2 separate regions of the Oryctolagus cuniculus genome follow, and region 1 is linked to region 2. A link is a contact called in public Micro-C data. All regions are on one chromosome and are shown on one strand. Each heading gives the region's core, a stretch centred on a gene start, on an enhancer-like site or on the middle of the called end of the contact. The rest is flanking DNA. Distances are from core to core; before and after follow the strand shown.

Region 1 (4,498 bases), core at 1,270-3,769, 350 kb before region 2:
ATGGAAGATCTCTTTCTCTCTCTTTGTCTTTTCCTCTATCTGTGTAACTCTGACTTTCAAATAAATAATCTTTTTTTTTTTTTTTTTTTTTTTTTTTTTTTTTTTTTTTTGGACAGGCAGAGTGGACAGTGAGAGAGAGAGACAGAGAGAAAGGTCTTCCTTTGCCGTTGGTTCACCCTCCAATGGCCGCCGCGGCCGGCGCGCTGCGACTGGCACACTGCGCCAATCCGATGGCAGGAGCCAGGTGCTTCTGGTCTCCCATGGGGTGCAGGGCCCAAGCACTTGGGCCATCCTCCACTGCACTCCCAGGCCACAGCAGAGAGCGGGCCTGGAAGAGGGCAACTGGGACAGAATCCGGTGCCCCGACCGGGACTAGAACCGGGTGTGCTGGCGCCGCAAGGCGGAGGATTAGCCTAGTGAGCCGCGGCGCCAGCCAAATAAATAATCTTAAAAAAAAAATGCAGAAAGAGAAGCAAGGGAATGGCGCTAGCTTGATAATAAAATTAATTATACAGAAAGCTTAATTGATGGAGTTTATTTGACTTGTTGCTAAAGGAAATGAAGGATTATTTTCAGTCCCAAGGATGGGTGTGGTATGAAGAAGCTGCTTTAGTAAGTTCAATATTGCATCATATGCAGTAGAGATGGGAGGAGGAAGTGAAGCCTGGAAGCATTTAGTTTAAGGCAACAAGGATACTCAGAATGGGACAGCATGTTGTGATGATTTCTTGTGGTTTTACTGGGTAATTTAGGATAAGACTAACAAAAGGTAACATGTGGCGGTGACAACTGAAGACCTGTAGTAAGTTGACAGCACAAAGCTACCTTAGAAAGAATGAACAGAAGCTGACTACTTTGCATAAGAGGCAGCAGCAAAGACTAGGGTGGGATGGTTACAGATGACAGGGTCGGAGAAGAGTGCTCAAATATGTAAGGATTAGGAACCAAGAATATGATGCTACCACTAGGACATATAGTGTACTGGAAAGAATAATTTGGAAAAAGGAAAGGGTAAAAGCAGGGATAAAGAAGGACTGAGGGTTGTGAGAATTCAAGGTTCTAGCTTGCCCTTCTAACTAGCTGGGGAAGTTACTGCTCTTGTCTGAATGTCATTTCCTTACCTGCAAGGTAAAGAGGTTAAGTACCAGGGGATTTTGAAAGTCCTCTAGGAGATCAATGGTTTTGTCACACTGAGTTGGAGGTAACAGTGGAACACTAAATATATAATGAGAAAGACATACTGAATACAATGTTAAATGCCACAAAGCAAAATAGAGCATGGCAGTTATAACTAATTCCAGCACTGTCTGATGCACAGAATTTAAAGCACACATCAAATACTGTTCAAATACATCTATCAGATTCCATATTGATTGTTACGTGCTCCCTTCATAGGCTTATATTTATTTTCCTTTTTTTTTTTTTTTTTTTTTTACAAAGAGAAAGAGAGAGAGACATAGAGAGGTCTTCCATCAGCTGGCTCACTGCCCAAATGGCCATAAAGGCCAGAGTTAGGCTGATCCGAAAGCCAGGAGCCAGGAGTTTCTTCCAGGTCTCCCACGTAGGTCCAGGGACCTAAGGACTTGACCATCTTCCGCTGCTTTCCCAGGCTCATTAGCAGGGAGCTGGTTTAGGAGTGGAGCAGCCAGGACTCAAATCCCCCACCCACCCCAGTGCCCATGACAGGCTGGCACTGTAGGCTGCAGCTTATTCCCCCTATGCCACAACGCTGGCCCCCTATTTTAGTATTAATTCCCAGTATTTTTATAGTAAAGTTTTCAATGCTTTTTAATCTCATTAATAACCTTCTGAAATAGGTACCCATCTCCACTCTCTTTCAAAGACAACTGTTTCAAAGTATCAAGGTAAAATTCTAGAGGATTGCAGGGGAAACCTGACCGAAAATGGGAAGTCACCACCTTTAAGGGTTCTGCAGGATGTAGGGGCAGCTGATGGCAGATGCCAAGGGCTTCAGGAGAAAAGAGAAGAGGAACTTCCCGTGTAGACTAGTACACAGCCTGTCGGGGCTCAAAGTGTACTTGTTGAATGCGTGACCTGGTGAAAAAGATTAAAAGAGCTTAGTTTCGTTTCCAATAACAGCGGCTTTGAAAATACACAAACACATATTCTATTTCTCCCTTTCATTAAAAAAATTATGTGACAAAAGAACAGGCCCAGTTTAGCCTACAACGGAGCCGCTCAACTTTTTCGCTGGTCGTGATAGGCTCCGATGCAGCTAGATCCACCACCGGCAAAGAGCGGCTCAGAGCTATTTAAGGGTTGCGGCGACACTTTCTGGAGTTTGCAATGAACTGGTGGGTGAGGTTGAGGACCATTTCGAGCTGAGAAGCAACAGCGCCCCGCCCGCGGACCGCGACTACTGGAGCCATGGCGCCACAAACACTAACACCCGTAAACCCCAGCAGAAAGAACAGGCGGAGCCCTAACACCAACCTTCTCCGGGAGACACGCCCCCTGCTGCACTTCCGGAATGTCCTGGGGCAAAGGGCGCCGCTATTATACGTCACTTCCGCCGCGGTTCTTTCGGCAAATTTACCTCACTGTCGTAAAGGAGAGGCTGGAAATTGGATATTACTATTACTTTTTCGGCACTGAAGGCTGTTTTGGGAAAGTGCTGGTGCCTCAGGATCTGTCAGTGAGCGGAGAAACCCGTTATTCGAGTTTCTGCCCCTTCCCTGCCCTTATAAAGCCCTAGCCGGTACGGTGGCCGAGAGTTGGGAGTGAGGCGGAAGTACCCAGCGGGTGGGTGTGCGCGCACCTCGGGAAGCAGGGGTGCACGTGGAGACGGTGAGTGGCCCTAGGAGCTGAAGGATCTGAGAATGTTGGACCTGGAGCTTAGCTGCGTGAGGGATGGAGAGAGGAAGGAAGGGAATGCAATGCGGCTTGAAGCCCTTGCTGCTGGGTAGGGGAGGTGGTAACCCAGGGGCGACAAGGATAACGTGTTGTCGGTCGGCGCTCTCAGGGCGGTGGGGAGATAGTCCTCACCCATCGGGTTGTCACTAGCAGTCTGGTCATGGGCGAGGAGGCAGAGCTGCTATGGGTTTTGTCCCCTTCACTGTCTCAGATTGGTTAGAGGTATCCTCGGGGACCACACCGATCAGAAGGCACGAACCTTGTTTTTCGTTTTTCTTTTATACCAGGTAGGAGAGATCATGTCTTTTCGAGGAGGAGGTCGTGGAGGCTTTAACCGAGGCGGAGGCGGTGGCGGTTTCAACCGCGGGGGCAGCAGCAACAACAGCCATTTCCGAGGCGGCGGCGGCAATTTCCGAGGCGGCGGCCGAGGAGGATTTGGACGAGGGGGTGGCCGCGGGGGCTTTAACAAAGGCCAAGACCAAGGACCTCCAGAACGCGTAGTCAGTATGTCGGCTTCGAAGACTAACCTCATCGCGCGTGTGGGGCTGGGTTGTGGGTTCGTGGCACTGGCGGATTTGGGAGTGAGATGCTGACAAGTGGGGCCCGCAGCTCACGTAGGGAGGTTGCAGCTTGGTCCCGGAGGCAAGTCTGTGTGGAGAATTCTGTAACTGACTTAAAGAGTGTAGCATGTAGAGAGATCAGAAAAATGAGTTGCATTTAAATTGTGTTAACAAGGTGTCGTTTGAGCTTGGACGGAAAGGGGTTATATAAACAGTATTGAGTGCTTATCCCTGTTTCCCCCCATTGTAACAGATGAGTAAACTGTGATTCAAAGCCAAGTCTCTCTGCTAGGATCATAAGGTTAGTGATAAGCGCAAAACAAGGAGGCTGACGTTGTGGCCCAGTTTCTGAAGCCGCCGTCCCATATTGGAGTTCCTGGGTTTGAACCTCACTTCTCCTTCTGATCCAACTTCTGACTGATGCACAACCTGAGTGGCTTGGGTACTTGGGTCCCTGCCGTCCGTGTGGGTGATTGGGATGGAGTTTCTGACTGTCGGTTTGTAGGCATTTGGAGAATGAACCAGTTGATGCAAATCAATTTTTCCCTCTCTTTTTCCCTCCCCACCCTTCTCTCCCATCGCTCTGCCTCTCAAAAAAAATAAAAATGAGTAAAAGGTTTTTTTTTTTATTTTTTTTTATTTTTTTTTATTTGACAAGTAGAGTTATAGACAGTGAGAGAGAGAGACAGAGAGAAAGGTCTTCCTTCCGTTGGTTCACCCCACAAATGGCTGCTATGGCTGGAGCTGCTCTGATCCGAAGCCAGAAGCCAGGTGCTTCTTCCTGGTCTCCCATGCGGGTGCAGGGGCCCAAGTACTGGGGCCATCCTCCACTGCCCTCCTGGGCCACAGCAGAGAGCTGGACTGGAAGAGGAGCAACTGGGACAAGAACCCAGTACCCACATGGGATGCCGGCGCTGCAGGCAGAGGATTAACCAAGTGAGCCACGGCGCCGGCCCCCAAAAGGTTTTTTTTTTTTTTAAGTCTGTTTACTCTAAAGCTCATGTTTTCAACTGCCTTCCACTTACTTTTCAATTACTTTTCTACTCAAAAGTAAGGAAAAAAAT
Region 2 (4,799 bases), core at 914-3,413:
AGGGAGGCAAGGCAGGGCGCGAGGGCGCGGGGCACGCGCGCTCGGCACGCGGCGACCGGAATCCCCCCTGGCGCCCGGGAGCCCCTCTGCCCGACCTTTCTCGCCCCAGCCCCGGGAGGCGGCCCCGCGGACCGGCTCCCGGGTGCCCCGGGCTGGCCACTTCCCCGTTCGCCAGACCTAGGTGGGGGTAGGCAGGGGAGCGAGGGTCTGTCTCCGGCACGGCCCAGTGCACGAGGAAGAAGCGAGACGAGCACACCCTCCTCGGTTAAACATTGCAAGGTGACACCGGATCGCCTCCCGCACGGGCGGAGGGAGCGCAGTAAACAAGAAAGAGGTTTCCCCATTGGAAGTTTTTGTGGCGAAGATCCCTCTCCCCCTCCCCAGGACTGCAGACCGAGGGGTTTTTCATCAGCGAGCATGGACTCCACTCAGCAGCTTTGCCTTAGAAGTGAGTGCAGCCAAAAGGCGTTTCCGTAAAACAGAAACTTAATCATGGCGTGGCTGCGCTCGCTCGGGTTCATTCATTTTTATTACAGTTTTCATTGTCCCCTCCCCCGTCTCTGTATGAAACCGGAAAGGGGTCCAAGCAGGGAGGCATCCGGCCGGGGAGCGCACGGAGGAGGGCAGTTTAGTGGGAGAAGCTGCAAGGAGAAAGGAAGGGCACGAGGATGGGAGAGGGCGCGGACCAGAGCCGAGGGCGGCGGGCGGCAGAGGGTTAAAGCGAGCTGGAGCCCGGGTCCCACCTCCCCGGTCTCTCACACACGGCTGCTGGAGGCCGAGGGAAAAAGAAAAAAAAAAATCTAGAGGGAAACCAGGAGGCAGCACAGGTAGAGGACAGGACTGTGGCATCTCTCCCGCCTCCCCTCTCGCGCAGACATCACCCTAGGCACACACATATGTTCTGAGTTATATAATCCGTGCAAAAGATGCCTGTGGAGCCGCGGCTCGCGCAGCCGGGCGTCTCCTGCGCGCCGAGACCCGGGCACGGGGCTGCCGGCTGGCTGCGCGCGCGGGCAGGGAGCCCGACCCGAACGCGCTCCGGGGGGAAGACGCAGGGCTGCCGGGCGCCGTGTCACGCGAAAGCATCACCTACCAGTTTTCCTGCATCCACTGGATGGCCTCATTCTCGTTGAACTGCTTTTCGAATTCATATTCTTGTAAAGTCAACACTGACATGTTCATTGGGGCTGATCTTCGGAGTCGCTACGTGCTCTCTACACAAAATAAAATAATCTGTAAAGCGCTAGGTCTCGAGGGCTCGCTCCTGCCTGCTCCCCCACCCACCCCCCCGGGTCTGCCCTCGCCGCTGGGTCTCCGGCGCTCGCCTCTCAGCTACATCCAGGGTGGAGCATTGCCTGTGCCTCGGCGCCCAGCTCCTCGCCGCCGTGGGGCTCGCCTCCTCCCGGCGTCCGCATCCACCGTAGGAGGAAATGAATGCCTTGCGGTCTTAGTGCCCGCACGTTTGTCCATCACCCTTTTTACTCGTCTACAGGGAAATCTCCTCCCCCTCGTGCGATCAGGAAAATTAACCCTTTGCGAGGGAGGGCGCAGAGGAGCGAGACCTCCTCCCGCCCTGGGGTGCAGTTTAGTAAAGGCCACGGTGGGGGTGGAGGGCTGGGGGAAGGGCGCGGGGAGGGAGGAAGTGGCCTGGCGGTCACCCGCGTACCCCGGCCCCAGCCTCGCGGGCCGCCGAGCCCTGCCTTTGAATGAAGTTCCAGCGTGTGGGGCGCAGCCCTGAGGCGCGTGGACGGGAGAGCTCGGGGAGTAAACAATTGGGAAATAGTAAAACCTGCCAGCGCTCCCTCGCAAAACAACTCCAGGTAAATCTGCGATGAGATCACACGTGAAGGGGACGCGCTGCCCCTTCTCGCCCCGGCGCAAACCCTCCGGGGCCTCCCCCTGCCCCCACTCCGGAGCTCCGGCTCAGACTCACGTTCGCCGGGGGCCGAGTGGCCCGCAGAGCGCCCTCCGTCACGTGCAGCCGGAGGAGGATGAGGATGAGGAGGGTGGAAGTCGGGAGAGGCCAATAGCCGGAAGTGGAAGAAAGGACTGGGAGAGGGGTTAGGTGGAGGGTTTGGGTACCGAGAGGGGGATAATTAATGAACAGAGACAAAGGAGGAGAGGAAGTTAGCGACCGGAGAACTGGACCAACTGGTCCAATGCAAAGGCTTTATTTGTATGCATGGGTAATTTTGACTTATTTGTTGTTGTAGATACTGTTTGAGGAGAGGGTTGGATGCAATGTTGACCTCATACATCAAAAGAATTCTGCTCCATCTGCCCCTTCAATGATTTCCCCCAGACGTGGGGGAAAATGAAATGGGAGGGCAAGGAGTTGTCCAATAATCTAATATAGGAATGCAATTGTAAACTTAAAAAAATAATAAACAACCTGTACTTTCAAAATTAAACGGACATTAAGACCAAAAAGAAAATGACCCTTCTCAGATGCAAATAGCCCTCACCTCCCCAGGAGTCCAAAGGGAGGGTATTTTCATTCAAAGATGGGAGCCTCTGAAACTTGGGAACTCAGAGGCGCCTCTTCCTAGGGAGCAAGGTGTAGTAAGAAACTAAAGAAAAAGTTTTTAACAATCCAGTACAATTTTATGTAAACCAAAGGGCCGGCCCGGTTGCTGATTTGCAAATCAATGAATAGGTTGACACTCCAGGTAGGGAAGTTGCTTATCTTTCCTTTTAAGGATTGTCATTCTGGAGACTTCTACAGTGCAAGTCTGAGTGAATTTAAAAGTGAGGCCCAGGCCAGGCCGAAAACACTTGGCTGAGTTAGGCTGGAAAGTAGGTGTGGTCAGATGAGAAAGATTTTATAGCACAGGGGCTGGGCCTCTGAGTAATTAATCAATATTTGTAAAGTGATGAGTAATTGTTAAGTATATGAAAGAGAATAGGAAAGTGAGGAAGCGCTCTACAGTGAGAAAATCCTAGAAAGACCTCATTGTATGTTGCAAGGATAAGTCTTATTTTTGTCCAAAAGTAAATCAATTTTAAATTCATTCTTTGTGTTTGCAATGTAATCGATTTGAAAGCAGTTTGAGAAATTCACATTTGTTTACTATGTTTTCTTTTTTAAAGATTTATTTATTCTGAAGACAGAGTTACACAGAGAGAGGAAGAAACAGAGAGAGGTCTTCCATCCACTGATTCACTCCCCAAATGGCTGCAAAAACGGGGACTGGGCCAGGCCAAAGCCAAGAGCCAGGAGATTCTTCAGTCTCCCATGTGGGTGCAGGGGTCCAGACACCTGGGCCATCCTCCACTGCTTTCCCAGGCACATTAGTAGGGAGCTGGATCAGAAGTGGAGCAGCCAGGTCCCAAACCTGAGCCCATATGGGATGCAGGCATCCCAGACAACAGCTTTACCGGCTATGCCACAAAGTGCCCCTACTATGTTTCTTATTTAAAGCATGTCTGTTATTCCCTGCTTATTTTCTAAACATGGATGTGGGGTTATATTAAAAACAAATCTGGACCTTAAAAGAGCAGTTATAAAAAACAGTAAATACTTGATGTTAGTGAAATGGTGCTGTCTTATCTAAAGGCGCCATCTCCAGTCACCTTCTACAGGGGGTTGCACTGAAGAGCAAGCAAGCACGAGAAAGCCCCGAGCTGAAGAATGAGTTTGCAGGCTTTAGGAAAAAGCCTGGTGTGACTCTAGGCCACAGCTAAGGAGTAGCAGAAAATTAGATTGGAGAGGTAGCCACAAGAAAAAGTAGTGTGTTCTGATTTCATTCTGCCTGTTGTGTGGGGGGGGGGAGGTCGTGGGAGAGAGGAGGTTACAAGATGTTATACTGAGAAATAGCATGTTAATTTCCAATAATTCCACTGCTAGGAATTTATAGATATATCATCAAAGACATTATGGATGTTTGTGTAAGATACATAGCACCCTTGGTAGCAGCAACAAAAAAACCTGGAAACATATGATGGAATAATTTTATATCAGAATATTTTGGGATTTTTGTTCTATAGATCACAATATCAAAGGAATTCCTGATATGTATGAAGGAAAATGAAAAGGCAAGGCACAGAACATTATGTATAGTGTTATATGTAAATGACATCTATGCTGTGCATAATATTTTTTAAAGATTTATTTTATTTATTATTTGAAAGACAGAGTTACAGAGAGAGATAGACAGAGAGAGAGGTCTTCCATCTGCTGGTTCACTCCCCAGATGGCCACAATGGCCGGAGCCAGGAGCTTCTTCTGGGTCTCCCACACAGGTGCAGGAGCCCAAGGACATGGACCATCTTCCACTGCTATTCCAGGCCACAGCGGAGAGCTGGATAGGAAGAGAAGCATCCGGAACTCGATCTGGCGCCCATATGGGATGCTGGCATTTCAGGCCAGGGCTTTAACCCGCTGCACAACAGTGCCTGCTCTGGTACATAATAATTTTTTAAAAACAAAGATTTGTGTGATGTATATGAATGATATTCAAAAAGCTCATGGAGGCCGGAGCCGCGGCTCAATAGGCTAATCCTCCGCCTAGCGGTGCCGGCACACCAGGTTCTAGTCCCGGTCGGGGCGCTGGATTCTGTCCCGGTTGCCCCTCTTCCAGGCCAGCTCTCTGCTGTGGCCAGGGAATGCAGTAGAGGATGGCCCAAGTGCTTGGGCCCTGTACCCGCATGGGAGACCAGGAGAAGCACCTGGCTCCTGGCTTCGGATCAGCGCAGTGCGCCGGCCGCAGCGCACTGGCTGCGGTGGCCATTGGAGGGTGAACCAACGGCAAAGGCAGACCTTTCTCTCTCTCACTGTCCACTCTGCCTGTTAAAAAAAA

What was found. A called contact is a pair of places that touch in the nucleus more often than the background predicts.
Region 1: a contact with region 2 is called in a Micro-C map of ear pinna, with 6 times the contacts expected there. The contact joins the promoter of GAR1 here to the promoter of ELOVL6 in region 2. A contact is called at or near these places in 2 of 6 Hi-C or Micro-C datasets (ear pinna and an unstated tissue).

Annotation. Positions count from the first base shown.
Region 1 is chr8:55,153,445-55,157,942 of mOryCun1.1, reverse strand. It overlaps GAR1 (GAR1 ribonucleoprotein), which reads left to right and starts at 2,519. Exons shown (of 7, transcript XM_051819521.2): 1 at 2,519-2,808; 2 at 3,162-3,378. The coding sequence starts at 3,174. It overlaps CFI (complement factor I), which reads right to left and starts at 2,518. Exons shown (of 16, transcript XM_070047758.1): 1 at 2,455-2,518; 2 at 1,920-2,055; 3 at 1,122-1,215.
Region 2 is chr8:54,803,372-54,808,170 of mOryCun1.1, reverse strand. It overlaps ELOVL6 (ELOVL fatty acid elongase 6), which reads right to left and starts at 2,163. Exons shown (of 5, transcript XM_008267482.4): 1 at 1,934-2,163; 2 at 1,094-1,214. The coding sequence starts at 1,182.